2 separate regions of the Mus musculus genome follow, and region 1 is linked to region 2. A link is a contact called in public Hi-C data. All regions are on one chromosome and are shown on one strand. The core of a region is the stretch at or near the end of the contact, and the rest is flanking DNA. Distances in the headings are between cores, read along the strand shown.

Region 1 (3,508 bases), core at 558-3,057, 150 kb after region 2:
AACATTTAGACTTTGTCAGGGTCTTATTCTGTAGTCCTGGTTGGCCTTAGACTCATGGTAACCTCCCCATCAGTCTCTGATTTAATAAAATGGTTTCCATTTTATTAAAATTCTAATTTTAATACTTTAATTTTAGAGGAGAGGTACTCCTATAAGGTTCAGGCTGGCCTTCAGTTCCCAAGTAGCTGTCACATAGTCAGCTTGGATTTGTCCCACTTGTCCATTTACTTACTTGTTAATGAGAAGCTGTCACTGTGCAACCCAGGCCGGCCTGGAGTTCGATATTTAGGCAGGCTAGCTTAAGATGTATTATCTTCCTGCATCAGCTTTCTGAGTGGTGGTATTACAAATGTGTGCCATCATCTATCTGCCTGACCTAACTTCAGCTTTTCAGTGTTCTGGTATTCCAGGAAATTTGCTACCAGTCCCTATGCTTTCTGGGAAGGCACATCCATGAATTCCCTTTTGAAACAAATTCATACAGGAGAGTATGCTAAAAGACAACAACAAGAGTATGACAAAAAGACAGAGAGAGGATAATGGTTTGAGTCAGCATCGGTGCTAGCCAGTGTGTGGGAGAAACTGTCACGCGTTCTTGCTGTTTGTGAACCCCAGGGGTAGACTCCTTAGAACCAGACTTAGTTGTGCTCTTTTCAGGGAAGGTGCTGTCAGCTTTGTTCTGTCTGGCCCCATCTGGTTTCATCTGCCTCTGGAAGGTGGTTTTAGATCCTGGCAGAAGGTAGTAAATAGTTTGTGCTATCTCCTTACTACTGGGGTCCCTGTTTGGTTTCTATTTGTCTTTTTGAGACAGGGTTTCTCTGGGGTGCTCTGGGCTGTCCTAGAACTTGGTCTATATGTAGTCCAGGCTGACCTTGAACTCACAGAGACCTGTCTGCCTCCACCTCCCATGTGCTGGGATTAAAGGCATGTGCCACTAACACCTGTTATTGACTTCTTATGTTCAGTTTTAGTGTTTACTTTTTAATTAGTTTCTTTTTTTAATATATTACATTGGCTTATTATGTTAATATTTTTATTATGTTTTTGATTCAAATTTATCTTTAAATTCATGAATCGTAGCACATGAACTCAGGAAAATAATGGGTAAAATGGCTTAGTATTATCCTTCCACATTTCCTCCCACAGGGAATAGCTATCATCTTGATACAAATACAGTGTATTTGATCATATCCACCCCTATCCCCCACAACTCTTTCTCAGAGCCTCACACAAACATCTTCCTCTCAAAGTCCTGTCCTCTTCTGTTTTGGATGTCCACTGGAGCATCAGCAGCCTGTCAGTGGCCCATCCCTGAAGGAAGAGCTGGCTCCCCTCCCCAGGAGCAGTGGCGTGCCTGCAGCTCCTCAGTACGGCACAGGGTCTTAGGAGCCCTTCACACACCTATGCCGCCTGGCTGACTGGCTTGTTCTTGCTGGGTCTATTCATCAGGCACCCGCAGCTGCTATGAGTTCCCTGCCACGTCCAGAAGACACCACTTTCCGACAGTCCTCCTGGTGTATATAATGTGTCAGTCATCATGAAAGTTCTAACACTGGGTATGTTCATTCATTTTCCATCAAAAGAGAAAGCTTGGGGAAGGAAGCCACAGAGCCGGACGAGTCACCCTTCCTGGGCAGAAAGCACTTTTCCTTCCAAGCCTTTTCTGGCTATGCTGCCTCAGCTTTTTGCTATCCATGAAAAGACAGCAGAATTGTGGACGAGGAAATGGACTTGGGAAGATTCTACAATGAACCAATCAGACTTTCTCTAAACCATCTGTGAAACTCTAATGCAACTATAGAAAAGCAGGGCCCTGGGAGAGACGGAACCTGGCCTGTCATGCATAGAGAAAAGGGGACCTTGGGGAGAGCAGCTGTGACAAGTCAGTGGGGAAAGCTGGTGGCAGCACCGGTTCACACACATGCTGCTCTTTGCTGTGAGTGTGGAGCTGGCTTGGGCTCGCTCTTTAATTTCTTTTGAGTCAGGGTCTCTCTGTAGGCCAGGCTGGCCTGGAATTTATTAGATAGCTTAGGTTGGCCTTGAACTCCCAATAATCCTGCCTCTTGAGTGTTGAGATTATAGGTGTGAGACACCACAAGGGTTCAGAGCTTAAACAGTATAGTCATGTAAGACTTGACTGTTACCTGCTTTTAGCACTTTGTTTAAAATGGAGAAGTCTTGGATTCTTTTCTCTCTAGATTCTGATTTATTTTGTCTCAGCAGATGTTCGGAACATGGCTTTCCTGAGGTTCACATGACTACAAGAACATGCAAAAGCAGAGCTCTCATTAAGTGTTGGATTGGCCCAGCGCAGCTGCGGCCCTTCATTGAAGTGTGTTGAATACAGTTCCGGGTTTAAAATTAAAAAAGAAAGAAAGAAGCACAAGTGCCGTCAGTGGCTGAACAGAAAATGAAGTCCCCCATTTCCTTGGAGGATACTTAGATACTTCATTACTTTGACCTTCAAATCTCTGCTAATTTGGATTATAAATGTGGCAGGTGGATGGCAGATTAGCACATAAGATGGACCCTGATGTCTTTTTATATGCTATAGAGCTGTGGATGTTACATCCCAAGGAGTCAGAGAATGGACATCGTTGTCTATGTGGGATATTTTCTTCAGATAATTCAGGATACTTGTAATCCGGACGGGCTGACGAAACACATTGGGAACGTGATGTCATAACTATAGGTGGAGGCAGCATTGCTGTAAGGGAGCAGGGAGGGGAGGGTGGGTTGCGTTAGAGTGCGGACAGATTTCACTGCTCTTAGAACTTTATAGAAATTACAGCAAATGATAAAAATTGTCAGGCTACTGCAAGTCCAAAGTAGCCTTTGGACAAGCTTACTTGGTTTTGGTGTCAGCTGGACATCAACAGCATTTTTATAATCAGCCCATAAAATAAGAGCACGGTCTTGTGTATGACCTTACAGAGGTACTTCTTAGAATGGTGCAGAAGGGTGAAATGGCCGGGGTGGTGGTGGTATACACCTTTTATCCCAGCAGTCAGGAGGCAGAGACATTCAGATCTCTGTGAGTTCAAAGCCAGCTTGGTCAACAGGACAGCTAGGGCTACACAGATAAACCCTGTCTCAAGGTAGGGGGGGGGGGTTCTTGCACACACATACACACACATACCCATTTTCTGGGGGGAGAAATTCACTTATTTAAATAAAGTGGACTTTCAGCAGGCTGTTACAGACTAAAGATGTGTGGAAGCATAGACCTGTAGACTTGGGTCCTGAAATTTGGCTAGGATTGTTTAAGAAGGACAGATACCTGGTGGGAACAGCAACACGAGCATGGCAGGGCTGATGTGTGGACCAGCAATCTGGACTCTAAGCCAGTTGGGATTGATCGATCAATCTTCCCCCTCCCCCTCCCTCCCTTTCCTCCGCCCCTCCCTCTTGCTTCTTTCTTTCCAGAAGATTCTCAAACTGGCCAGTGGTGACACACCTTTAATCCTAGCATTCAGGAGATAGAGGCAAGTGGATTTCTGTGTTCTCT
Region 2 (3,095 bases), core at 151-2,650:
TTTTTTTTTTTCTTTTCTTCCTGTTTGGGGAATTGTTTCTCAACTCCTTGTGTGCCACAACAAAACCAGGAAGTGGATCCATGATGGAAATTAAACCCCACTCATTTGGCTTTCTGGGTGGTATTTCCTTTTCTATTACAGCTATTAATCAATGGATCTGCTGTGTGGGTTGGTTTGTTGTTGTTGTTGCTATTGTTGTTTTGTTTTTTTCAACACAACCTCTAGTCATCTGGGAATCAAGAACACGGACTGAGAGAAAGCCTCCATCAAATTTTCTTTAGGCAAGTCTATGGGGGCGTTTTTCTTGATTTTTGATTGATGTGGGAAGGCCCAGCCCACTGTGGGCGGTGCTCCCTTCGGACTGTCTTGGGCTGTCTAAGAAGCAGGCTGAGCAAGCCATGGAGAACGAGCCAGTAAGCAATGTTCTTCCATGGCCTCTGCTTCAGCTCTTGCCACCAGGCTTCTGCCTAGAGCTCCTGCCCTGCCCTTTCTATATGATAGGCTGTAAGCTAAATAAACCCCTTCCTCCTCAAGTTGCTTTTGATTATGGCATTTTGTTACAACAATAGAAAACCCACAAAGACAGCTGAGGGTTGTAGCTCAGTAGCGGAACACTTGTCTAACATGCATAAGGTCCAAGCTGGTCCCCAGCTCACGATGTAGCTGAAGGGGACATCGAACTTCTCATCTTGTCTTCGTCTTCCAAGTCCTGGATGCCTACCCTGTGTGTGCATGCATGCACACTGTTTTGTGTGCAGTGCCGCCGGATGAGGTCAGAAGAGGCATCTCTCCACTGAGCCATCCCTTCAGCTACTCTCAGTCCCTTTTTTGAACTTTTAATTTAGAGACAGGGGGTCATCAAGTCACACTGGCCTTGAATGTGTGATACTCTTGCCTCAGCCTCCCTAGTGGCTAAGGTCTGGGCGGGGTGTTTACAATATAAAAATGAATGAATAAATACAGTTATTTCCCATAAAATGTGAGCATAGAAGTATACAGCGTAATCAAGAGAAGGCTTAAGGACCAGCCCGTGAGGTGGCTCTGCTTGCAAGCCTCTTGCATGGAAGCTATGCTCTAACAAGCTCACAGAGAACCCACACTGTCCTCCTAACTCCACACTGGAGCTGAGCTGTGGTTCCTGCATGAGTGTGCACACCACAGTAGTAATAAGTAGTTTTTTTTTTTTTTTAAGAGAGAGGAATAAAAGACTTGAGGAGAAATAAAACCCATCTTATTTGTATTCAAATGGGAGGGATCCAACAGAGAGAGAAAAAAGGAAAAAACCCAAACCAAACCAAACCTGCAGAGCCTGGAGAGGGAGGGTTTCTGAGCCATGTCCTTGAGTAATGAGAGGGGATGGGAGCGAATGAAGGAGCAGAGGGCTGGGTTTTGATGGAGCATAGATGATTCATCCCTAATTGCAAGCAGGAAGCCAGAGTGTGGATTTAGAGAAGGATGGATGGGTGGGGGCTGGAGGAGTCCGTGCAATTTCTCTGCTGATTGCGTCAATATTCACGACGAACTCGGAAAGAAATCCATCAACCGAGAGGGAGAGCAAACGGGAGGAAGCGTCGGGAGGGAGACTTGAGCGGAAAGCCGAGGTTGTGAAATAACTGGCTGGAAAATGAGGAAAGAAATTAGCCGGGAGAAGTGGTGTTGTGTGATTGCCAGGAGCCATTGTGGGCCCACTTGAGGTTTGTGGTCACGCATTTGAAAGTGAAGATGGTCAGCCTCATTTGGGTGACAGGTGCCGGTGCCTTCCAGGAGCAGTTGGAATTCTCATCAAGCTGTGGTGTGGCACGGGGAGTGTCAAGAGGAGGACATCGCTAAGGCGTGGACAAGGGAAGGAGCGCTGGGCAGACCGAGGGGTGTAAACGGCCATGGGGAGGAGGAGGAGGACAGCCATTATTGGAGTCATGGCTCTGGTTTGTTTTAGGAGGCTGAGACTCGTCCTCTACTGGAGAAAAACCTAAGCTGCGTGCACAGCATGCCTGGAGTCTTCAAGCACAGCAAATTCAAGGCCAGGCTGGTGCACATGAGGCCATGTTTTAAAGGGCGGGAAAGACAGTGCCTGTGCCTTTATCCCCAGTTTGATCTGCAGCTGGAATCAACATGGTGGAAAGAAAGAACCAACTGCCACAAGTTGTTCTCTGATTCCCTCTTGTGTGCCCTTTAGGCTCTCGATAAGCAAGCATGTCACACACACACACACACACATCACACTAATAAATAAGTGCCAAAATTACTATTTTTTATTAAAAAAAAAAAAAGAGGCTGGGGAACTGGCTCAGTGGGTAAAACTGCTTATCATGCAATCTGGAACAGTGAAAAGCTGGTTGAGGCTGGATATGGTGGTGCATGCCTTTAGTCCTGACGCCAGAGGAAGACCGAACTCTGTGAGTTTCAGGCCGGACTGATCTACATAAGGAGACTCTGTTTCAGCAAAATAAAATAAAACAAAACCTCTCGGGGAAAAAAACAAAAAAGAACAACAACAACAACCACAACCAAAAAAAACAAAACAAAACAAAACCCTCAAACCAAAATATAGATTCCAAGGCTAGGCACGCAGCGCAGTGGGAGAATGTGCGCCCCCTCCCCATTACCTCCACCCCCACCCCCATGCACACAGCACAGTGATAAGATGCTTGATCCCCATGAATGAAATCCTGGCTTCAACTTTCAGCACTGTAGTAGAACAAGGAACAGTATCTTAACATTCAGGAGTTGGAGAAAGATCAGAAGTTTAAGATCACCTTTAGCGCCAGGCAGTGGTGGCGCACGCCTTGGGAGGCTGAGGCAGGCGGATTTCTGAGTTCGAGGCCAGCCTGGTCTTCAAAGTGAGTTCCAGGACAGCCAGGGCTATACAGAGAAACCCTGTCAAAATCAAAAAAACAAAAAACAAAAAACAAAAAAACAAAAAAGAAAAAAAAAATCACCTTTTGCTACATAGTGGGTCCCATTGAGCGCCACCATGGCTGGCTCATAGGTACAACAGAGAGCAGTATGCTGTTGGGCCAGCACTCCAGCACTAAGCTACAGCCCCAGCTCCTCTAACTGTATTTTTTTGTTATTGAAAAGATTATTTTTATGTG

Evidence for each region. Hi-C and Micro-C count contacts between places; a contact is called where the count stands out from the background.
Region 1: a contact with region 2 is called in a Hi-C map of bone marrow-derived macrophages, with 24 read pairs. The contact joins two enhancer-like sites. A contact is called at or near these places in 4 of 484 Hi-C or Micro-C datasets (bone marrow-derived macrophages, liver and nephron progenitors).

The regions. Positions count from the first base shown.
Region 1 is chr4:150,419,189-150,422,696 of GRCm38.p6, forward strand. All of the region lies in intron 2 of Rere (arginine glutamic acid dipeptide (RE) repeats), which reads left to right. Among named protein-coding and RNA genes, the nearest start is that of Gm52709, 46 kb to the right of the region's middle. Within about 2 kb of position 1,808, at least 20 of the 459 cell types and tissues checked have an H3K27ac peak or open chromatin away from gene starts, as enhancers often do. A contact at or near this core is called in bone marrow-derived macrophages, where this site is marked.
Region 2 is chr4:150,265,326-150,268,420 of GRCm38.p6, forward strand. No RefSeq gene overlaps it. Among named protein-coding and RNA genes, the nearest start is that of Gm33415, 7.7 kb to the left of the region's middle. Within about 2 kb of position 1,401, at least 51 of the 459 cell types and tissues checked have an H3K27ac peak or open chromatin away from gene starts, as enhancers often do. A contact at or near this core is called in bone marrow-derived macrophages, where this site is marked.